Linked DNA regions of Mus musculus: region 2 is linked to region 1. A link is a contact called in public capture Hi-C data. All regions are on one chromosome and are shown on one strand. The core of a region is the stretch at or near the end of the contact, and the rest is flanking DNA. Distances in the headings are between cores, read along the strand shown. Region 1 holds the start of Vstm5 (V-set and transmembrane domain containing 5). Region 2 holds the start of Piwil4 (piwi-like RNA-mediated gene silencing 4).

What was found. Capture Hi-C pulls out chosen DNA fragments and counts their contacts.
Region 2: a contact with region 1 is called in a capture Hi-C map of macrophages, with 6 times the contacts expected there. The contact joins the promoter of Piwil4 here to the promoter of Vstm5 in region 1. A contact is called at or near these places in 2 of 9 other capture datasets (liver and macrophages).

The regions. Positions count from the first base shown.
Region 1 is chr9:15,235,956-15,242,038 of GRCm38.p6, forward strand. Vstm5 (V-set and transmembrane domain containing 5) reads left to right here and starts at 3,090. Exons shown (of 4, transcript NM_026955.2): 1 at 3,090-3,403. The coding sequence starts at 3,316. Gm51702 (a long non-coding RNA gene) reads right to left here. Exons shown (of 3, transcript XR_003948285.1): 3 at 5,128-6,083.
Region 2 is chr9:14,736,897-14,742,754 of GRCm38.p6, forward strand. It overlaps Piwil4 (piwi-like RNA-mediated gene silencing 4), which reads right to left and starts at 3,776. Exons shown (of 20, transcript NM_001368831.1): 1 at 3,562-3,776; 2 at 2,495-2,558; 3 at 1-45. The coding sequence starts at 3,648.

The sequences.
Region 1 (6,083 bases), core at 1,840-4,339:
GGGATTTATTCAGGCTTATACTTTCAGAAGGCTCCAGTCTGTCACAGAGGGTAAGGCAGGGCAGGACAGCTCCATTCATGCCAGGGAGCCTGTGTGGAGGACACTGTTCAAATTACAGCAGACCAGGAAACTAAGACAAGAAACTGGTATTGGTATCTGCCAAATGTCTGACCCTCGTGACCTTTAGGCTCCATCCTAGGTTCCTGAGGTTCCAACAAAGCAGCACTGGGTGGAGGAGGAGCATTCAAGCAAAGCCCCTAGGCGAGCACTTTGGATGCTAATTATAAGGCTGGGATTTTAGATTGGGCAGACTTGGGAAATGGCTCAGCCACAGTCAGTAAAATGCTTGCCTTGCAAGCAGGAAGGCCTGGGTTCAGATCCCCAGCACCCGCACTAAACAAACAAACAAACAAACCATAGCAGTGCACATCAGTAACCCAGGACCAGAGACACAGAGACAGGAGGACGGTGAGGACTTCTGACTACCCAGGGCAGCAAGTCAGTGAGCTCTCAGGTCAGTGGGAAAGCTGGTCTCAAAAATAAGGTGGAGAAAGGCCACAGAAGCTCTTGCCCTTGACTTTTGGCTTACACACACACACACACACACACATACACACACACACACACACACACTTTATTTTATTTTAAATTGACAGATAGTAATTATTGTGCATGACCTAGTATGTTAAAGTATGTGTACACAGTGTCAGCACAGTGTGAATACGGAGCTGAATAAAGTAGCACAGGTCAGATGGTCATCACTTGCGAGCCTTCTTCCACTCAGCGTTCACTCAACACATTTCGTCATTAATTATCATTTCCGTGCTGTGCAGTAAGTAGATGTCTTGAATATATTCCCCCTAATTGTAATGTCCTGTCTTTCAACCAACATTAGCTTTATGTCACAGAAATCCAGTTCAAGCTACTGGGGAAAGTGAGAGTTCAAACCCCAGAGCACACACTGTATCTGCTTCTCTCCCTGGGTCCCGGCCCAGTTTGTCTCATCTTAGCTTCATTCTTTTGACTTTTAAAATATTTTTATTTTTGAAAGAGAGCCTTGCTACGTAGCCCAGGCTAGCCTCAAACTTGGTTTCCTTCTTCCTCAGCTTCTTAATTCACCATACCTGACTTAGCTTCATTATGAGTCCAGGACTTCTTGTGTGACAGGCATGGGTGGTAATACCTGTAGGTTCATGTCCTCTGCTTTAGCAATCCCAGCAATGGCCACATGCCACTCCCAGGGAGTCCCCAATGGTCTCATCTTTTTACCCATGAGCCAATGATAGCCAATAAAGAGGACACTGTGAGTGCAGTTCCAGGGTAGACCATTCTTGTTCTCACCAGAATGTGTGTGTGATGGTTAAAATGACCAACTTAATGGTTCTAGAGTCACCTGGGAAAGACGTCCTTTGGCACACCTGTGAGAGATTATCTAAATCTGGTTAATTGGGGTAGGAAGGCCTACGTTAACTTTGAGGGACACCATCCCGTGGGTGAGAATCCTGTACTAAACAGAAAGGAGAATGCAAGCTGAGCCCCAGCATTCATCCCACCCAGAGTCTTACTGCAGATACAACCCCCCCCAAGAGCCAGATCACAGTAGGGCGTGCTACATCCCATGGTCTCCTGGGAGAGCATGCTACACACCGCTGTCTCCTGGCACTTCCTGTCTTTCTGTTCCTCCATCCTCACCTAGCGAGATTTGTCCTCACTTGAAATTTCACGAAATATGTCAAGAGCTCCAGATCTAAGGAGAAGGAATGTCTTCGAGGCAGGAGGAGAGCTGTGAAGCGTTTCCTGGAAAGACTACTTCTCTCCAGCTCAGAACAATGAGTGTATTAAGGTTACATTAGCAAGGGTCAGGAACATGGGTGATTCCAGCGGCTGCATTACAGAGAAGCCCAGCCCAGCCCATCACTGGGGCTCCCTCTACAACTTGCAGCTCTGTGGAAGAGTCTCCTCTCCCTGGCAATGGCATACTCCAAGAGTTCTCTAAGTGCCCTAGTGCCCTGAATCCTTTGAGTGGCTTGTGCTTTGTGAGCTGCCTCCTCCTTTCAGGAAAGAGTGTCTCAGCTGGAAGGAAACGGCTACACAGCAAGCAGCCACCGCCCTTTCTATCCTTTCCCCAGGAAAGCAGAATCTTTTCCAGAGCCGCCCTCCCGAGTAGACTTCCCTTTTAAGTATCACTGCTGTTTGCTCGGAATCTTATTCCCTAGTAAGAAGATCTAGCTCTGACGAAGTAAACCATACTGCCACAACTAGCTTGGGCCAGTTTTAGTTTCCCCGACTTCCACATCTTTACACATCACCACATCCCCCTTTGAGTCCAGCTGCTTTGAGTCTTACAGCATCCTGGTTCTTCATTTAACAGCAGACTATATAGCAGTTGGTCATTGTTTGCAGGCCCCACCCCTTGCTAGGATTCCTAAAGTACCTAGTCACTCCTGAGGATTCCAGAGTGCTGAGATTACAGGAGGGCCACCTCTAGGGGCTCTGCAAATCAGTGTGGTTGTGTCTCTAAGTGTAGCTCAGGCATCATTCCAACACTGTCCTGTGGTGGAACGCCCACCTGAGCCAGGTCCCAGACAGAACGCAGCTTTCAGAATCCTTTCCTGGCTGGCTGAGTAACTGGCCGGATGGATGGATAGTCGGACGGATGGACGGACGGACGGACGGATGGATGGATGGACGGACGGACGGACGGACGGACGGATGGATGGATGGATGGATGGATGGATGGATGGAGCATAACTGCATCTACTCCACAGAGCCAGCCTGAGTCACCCTATCTGTTTCCCCTCACTCCTCACACCCCAGGCTGTCACTTGGCTTTCCTAAAAGCCTCCCACTTGCCCATGAAGTCCTCAAATTGTCTTTTTGGACCCTTGAACAGCAGCTAGCACTAGCCCTCCCCCCAGTCACCTCCCTGCACTGAACCTTGAATTGATAAAGTGGGTGTGACCCTCAGGAAATTGCTCATTATTTGCCATTAGTGCCTCTGAGTGCGTGCCTTCCCATTACCCCATATCTTTGCATATTTATAGTCCTCCGTTCTTTCACTCCTCCCTCCCTCTTCCCTTCCTCCTTTCTTCCCTCTGTCCTGGGAACTGGTTGAACCAGAGTACAACCTGCTCATCTGCCTCTGGCGGAGCAGCTGCAGGAGCTGAGACGTGCTGAGTTGCAAGCAGAGCAGCAGAGCCAAGGCTTGGGAGGCTAGGCTGGCGCGCTACGCTGCGGGGCGCTGCTGAGGGCGAGCATTGGACCGGCCACCTCCCCGAGGCCCATGCGGGGTTCTATACAGCCCGCGGCTCGCTCATGAGACCACTGCGGTGCGGGGAGAGGACCCAAGGCATCCCGCTGGGGCTGCTCGCGTTCTGGGTGACTGCTGCCCGCTGTCTGCAGAGTAAGTGCCTGATTGGGAGACCTCGTAGGTGGGAGCAACATGGAGGGTGGGAAGAACATCGCTGGAAGGAACGTCCCCTATGGTGCTGTCGGGAGGCCAAGGTGATGCGGGCTAGTCTCATTTCACCGCCTCTAAGCTGGCGGGGCGCAGCTGGAGAGTCCTAGGCCGAGCCAAGGCTCTCTCAGTGCTCTGGGCCGCTGTGGCTGCTGCTGTCAAAGCAGGAAGCCGTCCTGGAGATAACTCGCTCCCTGCCGGGCCCTGGCCTCCTGGGCAGCAATTTTTATTTTCTTTCTGAAAATAACCAGGCTGCAAACCCCAGGGTGCTCACTGTCACTCTCTGGTGGTAGACCCTCCTTGGGTTTCCTGGGTCCTATGGATCTCCCTTAACATGCAGCAGACTTCCAGGTAGCCTGGGGCTCAGGAAAAGAGGTCGTGGGGTTCACTGGAGCATGAGACCAGAGAAGGTGCCCTGTGAGGCAGCACTAGAATGGTGAGTCAGAATGTGGTACACATTGAACATCATCTATAGACACGAAAGATTATAGTGCAATTCTCTTCTTGTTCAAGGACTAACATTATTACCATTACCATCTTATGGGTCAGTTCATGGAGGTTTAGAGAAGCCAGAGACGGGTGGCTGGAGTTAAGAGGGCTGGTGGGGAAAGCAGATCTTCATCAAGCGCCTTTGTTCACAGATTCTTGGGATCCACAAACTTCCTAACCATTTAGCCCATATGAAATGAGAGCCTCTTTTTCTGTGTTCTACAAGTGCTGCAACTGAGGCACGGGAAGGCAACACTGCTCAGGGAAGGTGACTACCTACCTAGCGTGCGGTGAAGCCAAGGCTCAAACAGCTTCTAGGTCTTTTCTTGGAGACCAGCCTTTGTATTTGTAAGACTCAGTAAGACTGGGCTGAGATGGCTGGGCTGTGGCTTCTGCCGCTGGGGGGCCTGGACTTAGCCCCTTGTTAATCCATCAGGTAGGAATCTTGACAGTGATCTTTCCCGTTGTTTTCCCAAGTACAAGTTTCTTGTCACCATTCTTGCTCTTGGTACAGCCGTCTGTCTGTGATGTTCAGAGGGTAATATCCAGAGCCTGACTTCTCCCTGCAGGAAGCAGGCCACAGTAGGATACAGTGGTTAACAATTTTTCCTTTGACGTGGCCTTTGAAGGAGGTAGGTGCTGCCTTCTGGGAACACTTAGAACCCAGATTTGGGAAACCAGAGGACTCTCTGCAAAGGAACCCACACTTACCTGGTCCTAGCAGTTAGATGGGAGCCACCATGACAGTGTGACATGTAAGCCTGAGGAGTAGGTGAAAGTCTGTGTCACCTGGTGACTGTCTCCTGCCCGGCTGTCACCAGGCAGGTCAGTACTGTCCGCTCTGATGAGCCCTGAGTCTGCCCCTCTCCAACCAGGAGCAGCTCTTCCCAAATGCCGAGTGGGTGTGAGCCTGCTTGGAGGGGGCCTGTGCTGGAGGCCAACCCAGCAATGTGGAGAGGGCCTCTCCTCTCCTCACCAGCTCCCTGCATCCTCTGCCTCCTCAGCTTCTGCCAAAGGCTGGGGTATAACTCAATGGCAACTCTTTTCTAGCATGAACAAGGCCCTGTGCTTGGCACCTAGCACGGTTAACAAGAAACCATAAATAATATAAAAGAAGGAAGAAAGTGAGAGCAAGAAGCTGCCTTCAAAAAAAAAAAAAAAAAAAAAAAAAAAAAAGCCTGTGTTACAACATGTCCCCAAACACAAGATTCCTGTATTTGGAAGCGTTTGCTCTCTCAATGGTGGTGTTAGGGACTAAATATATCCCCCAGATGCATTGGTTGAAACCTCTGATGTGGCGTTAGTCCCCACTGTGGTGAGACTAGTGTCCTTATCAAAGAGAACTCAGAACTCTTTCTCTGCTGGTGGGGACACAGTGAACAATTTAATAAGCCAGGAAGAGGGTGTTCGCTTAACTATAAATGTCTTGCCAGTGAGAGCACTCAGCAGGCAAAGGTACTGGGACTCACAAGGTGAGGAGAGCGGACTGGCTCCTGTAAGTTTATCCAGGGACCTCCACAGAGTCCATGCACCCAGGCACACACACACAAATAGGATGCACACAAGTAAATAAGTAAATGTAAAAATAATTTTAAATTAAAATATAGTATGACTATAGATGTATTGGGGGGTCTGTATTAAATACGTTGGATCTTGCACTTCCTGTCCTCCAAGACTGAGAGGGGAAAATAAACCCCCGCACTTCAGTCATCCAGTCCATAGACTCTTAACTGCAGCCCACACTAGACAACTTGTACTGCCAAGTGCGGAGCTAGTGTCATGAGCATGTAGAGCTGTAGATGGCGCTGTAGAGCCAGTTACTGGGTGGAGCTGGAGAAGTTTTCAGTATACTAGAAACGTGGGTTGGAAGGGAGGTTCAGGTGAGGTCTTACAGAGAAATAAGGAGTGTTCTTGGACAGTGCGGAGGAAATTCCTGTGCAGTAGTGAAGATCCGGGCTGAGCTGCCTTTGTGCGTCAGTGTTCTGAGGAAGGTAGAAGTCGAGAGTGGGGCGGCTGCTTATTTAGCTGAGGAGATTTCTAACCAAAGTGTTGGAGAAGGGGCTTTCTCACTCCTGGCTGCTCATAGCAAATCCAAGAGGAAATGAGAAATTGAGCTGGGCATGGTGGTGCACTTAGG
Region 2 (5,858 bases), core at 2,526-5,025, 500 kb before region 1:
CCATGAAGGTACGTCCACCATCACCAGAAGAGACACCAAGTTCATCTGAAACAAGAAGATAACGTGGTGTGTTGGACCATGCGCACCCTCTCCATCAAAACCACACTGACCGTCAAAACTTGCAGTTTTCAATAAGATGTGCCTGTGCTGCCAACACATTCCTGACTGTACCAACGCTGAAAATTATAGAAAAGGCAGGGAATGTTTAATTAGAAATAAGGCTTAGTGTTAGCTTTTACAGTGCCATAGATGTCCTCTTCTTGGGTCAGGCTACTGCTCCCACCTGTTAACACGCGACTATCCTTCCTTCTCCCTGAGCTCTGAAGCGTTCCAAGCGGGGACAATCCACACTGACTTGCTGAGTCTCTCACATTTCCCAGTGGAAAGAGAAACTGCCCAGGCACGGACAGCAACAATCATGCTAGATTATTCCTTAAGAAAAGTCTACCATTTACTATAGGTCATAAAAAGACCGAAAGAAGTCTGTTTGTATCTAAGTGACTTCTGTTTAAGTGAGTACAGTTTTTAAATGCCATCACCACTTGGAAGGTACTTTTAATCGTCAAAATTCAGGATTTTAGGGCAAAACAACATGCCTAACGGTCTGCTGACCCTCTGGGTTCAGGGTTCATCTGTCCTACAATGTAGTCCCTGATTGCACTGTCCCTCCGTTTCATTTTCAGAGATTGATTTTAACTGACTATCTATATTTCTCACTGTTCTAGATCGTAAGTGATTTTTAGACAGTTTAAGCATTTCGAGCTGCCAGGGCCAGGGCACATGCTGCTCTTGGAAAAGACCAGTTGGATTCCCAGAACCCACAGCATGTGGTTTACAACTACGTCAGGAGGACCCAGTGCCTCTGGCCTCACACACGCACACATACACACACACACTACACAGAAAATAAAATCTTGATTTTTAAAAAGTTCAAACCAGGCTGGGCAGTGGTGGCACATGCCTATAGTCCCAACACTTGGAGGCAGAGGCAGGCAGATCTCAGAGTTCAAGGCCAGTGTGGCCTCCACAAAGAGTTCCAGGATAGTCAGGGATACACAGAGAAACTGTGTTTAAAACAAAAAACCAAAAAGTTCATACTACCATAGAATTGTGGTTCTTTGAAACTGAAAGGATAGGAAGTGGAGAGTTATTTTTAACAAATAAGTTTCAGTATTACCATACAAAAGAGTGCCAGAGATAGATGCCAGCAGTAACTGTACGATAAGAGTGAGCTTAAAACCCTGGGACTGGGGCTGAAGAGACGGCTCAGTGGTTAAGAGCACTAGAGGTCTTGAGTTCAATTTCCAGCAACCACGTGGTGGCTCACAACCATTTGTAATGGGATCTGGTGTCCTTTTCTGCTGTGTCTGAAGAGAGCCACAGTGTACTCACATACATCAAATAAATAAATGCATCTTTTAAAAAAAAGGAAGAAAACAGAACTGTACACTTAAGAGTTAAAAGGGGAAAAATCAGGTTATATGTCTATTACTGTAAAGGATGGACTGTCTGCATGCTGAGTTACTCATGATAATGTCACAGTGGCAGAGGCAGGCAGGCCAGCATGCTGCCTCTCACAGCAGGCCTTCTGTGTCACAAGCACATTCTCATTGCAGTTCAGATCAGACCACACCAGAGATGGACTCTGAGAGCCTGTGGCACCTCAGCGCTTACAGCTTACTGACCAGAAATCAATAACTTCCCTGCATGTTCACAATACAGGACGTGGTAAACAGCTTTCACCCAGGGATATGAAATGCACTATGTTCTCAGATTCGTTTCAACCCTCTAGAATCAGGGGCAAACAAATGTCTCTTATTGAAGCCCCTCAGTCTATGGTACTTCCTCACGGCAGCCCAGGCAGAACCCAATACACCTGGCAAGGCAACTTAGGCTGTGTGGCCCGGAGTGGACAAGACCCCTGGAACTGAACCAGGCTTTGCAAGGAGGACTGATGGAAGGATCACAGTTGTGTGTCGCTGGTTTCTCCCATCCTGGAAAATGGGCACTTTGATGTCACTGCTCTGTATTTTTGGAATGTGTTCTTCAAAGGCTGGGAATGTACCTCAGTTAGCAAAGTGCTTATTTAGCAAGCACGAGACCCTGAATCCAATCCCCAGAACCATATAAAATGGGTCTGGTGCACCTGCAGCCAGAACTGAAGGGCTGGGGAGGGAAGAGGAGAGTCCGAAGTTCAAGGTCATTTTCAAGAACACAGTATGAGCTTAGCTGGGCTCGGAACACTCTGTCTCCAGGTTGGTGGGGTTTCAAAATGATTCGCTGAGCAGAAGGAATCAGAAGATGGCTTCCCCATCTGAATCCCGGTGTCCTGAGGAACACCAGGACGCCAGCGAAGCCACAGTGAACTTCTGAGGAGGATCCCTCAGGGAACCGTTGCAGAGCAGGCGGTGCGGTCTGGTGTCTCGGGCTTGGTGAGTCCTCTTACTCCACTCAGGCTGAAGGAGGTCAGGGAGGCAGATCCAGAGATACTTACATGGCTGTGAAATGACACTTGTCCCACCTCCGGCCTCGCTGTCCCCAGGACTGGCAGATGTAACCTACAAAGAGGTAGGAAGTTTGCTCAGACTTAAACGAATCACAACCCATGACATTATCAAAAGACAAGAACAGTATCATGTCTCATACTGTAGATTACCATGATCCAGGAGCAGAAAACACTAGAGGTAGATGCCCTTGAGGGGCAAGAGGGAGGTGGCCATTCTCCACAGAAGGCCAAGGGGAAGCTGGAGTGCTCTCCTTGCCAAGTGCATTTAGCTGAGTCATGCTACCATCTGATAACAGACAACAGCCCCAGATAGCTACCCAGATAACAACAGCGTTAGGCCCCAGAAGTGTGAGTGAGCTATGGAAGTGGGGTGATCCCTCAGCACAGGGATGACCCCTGGGGATGAACTGAACCAAAGCCAGCTCTCAACACAGGGAAGGACAGAGACTGACACTGTCTCTGCAGAAACTTCTTTGTCCAAGAAATTATTGTATCTTGGTCTGTTTAAAAAAAAAAAAAAAAAAAAAAAAAAAAAGAGCAAAGTCAAGAGAACTCTACTAAATGATAACAATGACAAAATGATCACAAACCTGTGTGGCCTGAGTCTAAAAGGTTCTCCAAACAGTAGATGTGTCGTTCTTATTCAGTATTGTTTCTGTCTGACCACCCAGCGAACAGCCACACTCCAAGTATTTGCTGAACCAACAGCAGGTGAATCTTTCCACATCAGAATTTGAGACGATTTCTAGTACCATTTACCAGAACCAAGTGTATCACACCAAGGCAAGTGAAGATACTTCAGGCTTTATTTAGTCTGTTGGTCTGTCTTTTGCTTATTCTTTGTTTTTCTCATTCTTTCACACACAATTTACAGCGACTGAATTAAAGCTAAGAAAATAGAAGGCAGCTATGCACCTCCTAGCCAGAGTGCCTTTTGCACTTCCATGGTATCTACTTGAAAGAAAAAGGTGGGAAAGCCTCAAAGGAGTTAGACAGGCATGTAGAAGAAAACACTGCCCAGGATAGCCAAAGGAAGGATAGACAGAAGTACTCACCATGAGGTCTCTTGAGGACCGCCCCACTTCCCTAGCACTGTGGCCAGTGGTGATGCCTCGCGCTCTCACACGGGCCCGTCCACTCATGTTCCTGGGTGCCAGCGGCTTTCCAGGGCTGGTGAGCCTCAACAGGAGTGTTTTCTCTTTGGCAAAAGAGACGGTGTGGCTGTGACTCGGAGTTTGGGAGTATTCAAGCTTCCCAAGATAGTTACTACAAACAGCAACCCGAGCGTGGGTGGGCAGGGCCCGGTGGACCCCCAGAATGCGCAGGCGCATGATGGGCGCGGCAAGGCGGGGGTGGGCACCTATTAGCATTGCATGAATCTCTCTCCTTCTCTTCGTCCCTCCCTCCTCCCCTGCCCCCCTCTCTGTCTATGTCTTTCTTTTTCTTTTTTATTCTTTCTGTCTCGCTCTCCCCTATACCTTTTTTTTTGCCTTCCTCTGTGTCCCTCATTTGCTATAAATACCCAGCATACAGTCTTTATCATTTGAGGATGTATCTCTCTGCTCCTGGTTTTTAGAAATTACCCAATCATAAATGTATATAGAATGGCATCACACACCACTCTGGAAGTGTGAGGGAAGCTTGTGGGACGGTCATAAGGTGTGCTTCTCTGAGTCTTGTTAGGGTGTATCCTGAGAAGGGGTGAGGTGAAACGGGGGGAGGGGGGGAGGTTAGTAGACAGGCCATTACACAAACGTTTGGAATGACCCAAAATGGATGTAACAATTCGAATAAATCTTAAAGAAATTAGATTGGGGCTGGAGAGGGTTTAATGGTTAGTATATTCTTGTTCTTTCAGAGGACCAGGGTTTGCCTCCTAGCACCCACGAAGTGACCCACAACTGTGTGGAACTCCAGCTTCAGAGGACCTGGCACCTTCTTCTAGCATCCTTGACTCCTGTGTGCTCCCGGTGCACACACAGACCCACATATAAAAATATTTATTTTTTTTATTTTAGTTTTAAATGGTTCTTTATTCATAAACTTGATGCAAGTTTACAAAATGTACTGTACATTGCCAAATAAATCTGCAATGAAAAATAAAATTAAAAAAAAAAAACCAACCCCAAAGCATGCCAAATGTGCAGCTGTCAATCTGTTAGCCATTAGGAAATTAGAATTCAATAATGTATTCAAGATTTTGCCTTAGGTATAAGGAACTTAATAATGTGTTGAAGAATTCTGTCTTGTCACTTGTCATCTGAGCCACTGGCAATCATATATTTAGGGTAACCAAGTGACCAAGAATACCAGATATCTTTTCTGCCCTCTTAACCAACAGAATCAAGAGAAACTAACACCACACATAAAATGCACAAGTGCCACATCTCCTAGATGTGGTTTGCAAAGTTTAAAAAAAAATCTCAAATCAAATATATAAGAAATACAGTTTAACTTTGTACTGGTTTGTGCAGGAAAATGTGCTTCTGGGTTTCTTTTTAAAAGTGCTTAAATAGCTAGATTTAAATCAAACATGGTGTTTATTTGTAACTCAGGCAACGGATATACAGTCTTGTAAACTCTTAAGAGAGGCATAGCCAGAGGGATGAGGGAGAACTTCGAGGGTGACTTTACTGGAGACAAAGCACTTGTGTCAATACGGACAAGTCACCACATGCTTGTCTGTCAGTAAAGTTAGTATTGTACCAGAGGCCTGTGGGTACTATGTCAAGAGGTCTGCTGTGACCTTCCTAGAGGAGCTGGTCACTCTGGAGCAGTTTTCTATGAGATGAAGCCTTGTATTTCTGGAGGGATGCTCCAAATTCCCAGTCAACAGCTTTTGGCTAACTAACACAGGGTAGCAGAAAGGGTACAAAGCACCAGGGGAGGGACATGTTCCATCCAGCAGGCAAACTCTTAGGTTGAGGAAATACAACTCAAAAGATTCACCAAGTCCCTAAAACTGACAGATGCACTAGACCTCTCCATTCTCAACCACATAGAAGCTCTAAAGGAGAGCTGAGACACGCTCAGAGATGAGCTCCGTAGAAGGGCTCAGACTGGCTGAGTCATCTGGAAGAAAGAGACTAGTCAAGCAGCCTGGAAGAGGCACAGATCAACTGAAGGTCTGGAATTGTTGAGCTGCCTCAAGCTGTGCATTGTGCTCAGCTTCATCAAAGACCCCATCAGCAAGCCCACCCATGCTGCAGTGGGCGTTGGTAATGCAGATGTTTTTGAGTCACTTCCACTCCTGTAAGTAACCCCTCACCCATATTTCTGTAAGTAACCCCAATAAAACTCATTGGTTCACCAAGGTCTGATGTTGCTTCCGAATCTGGGGTGAGTAGATGTT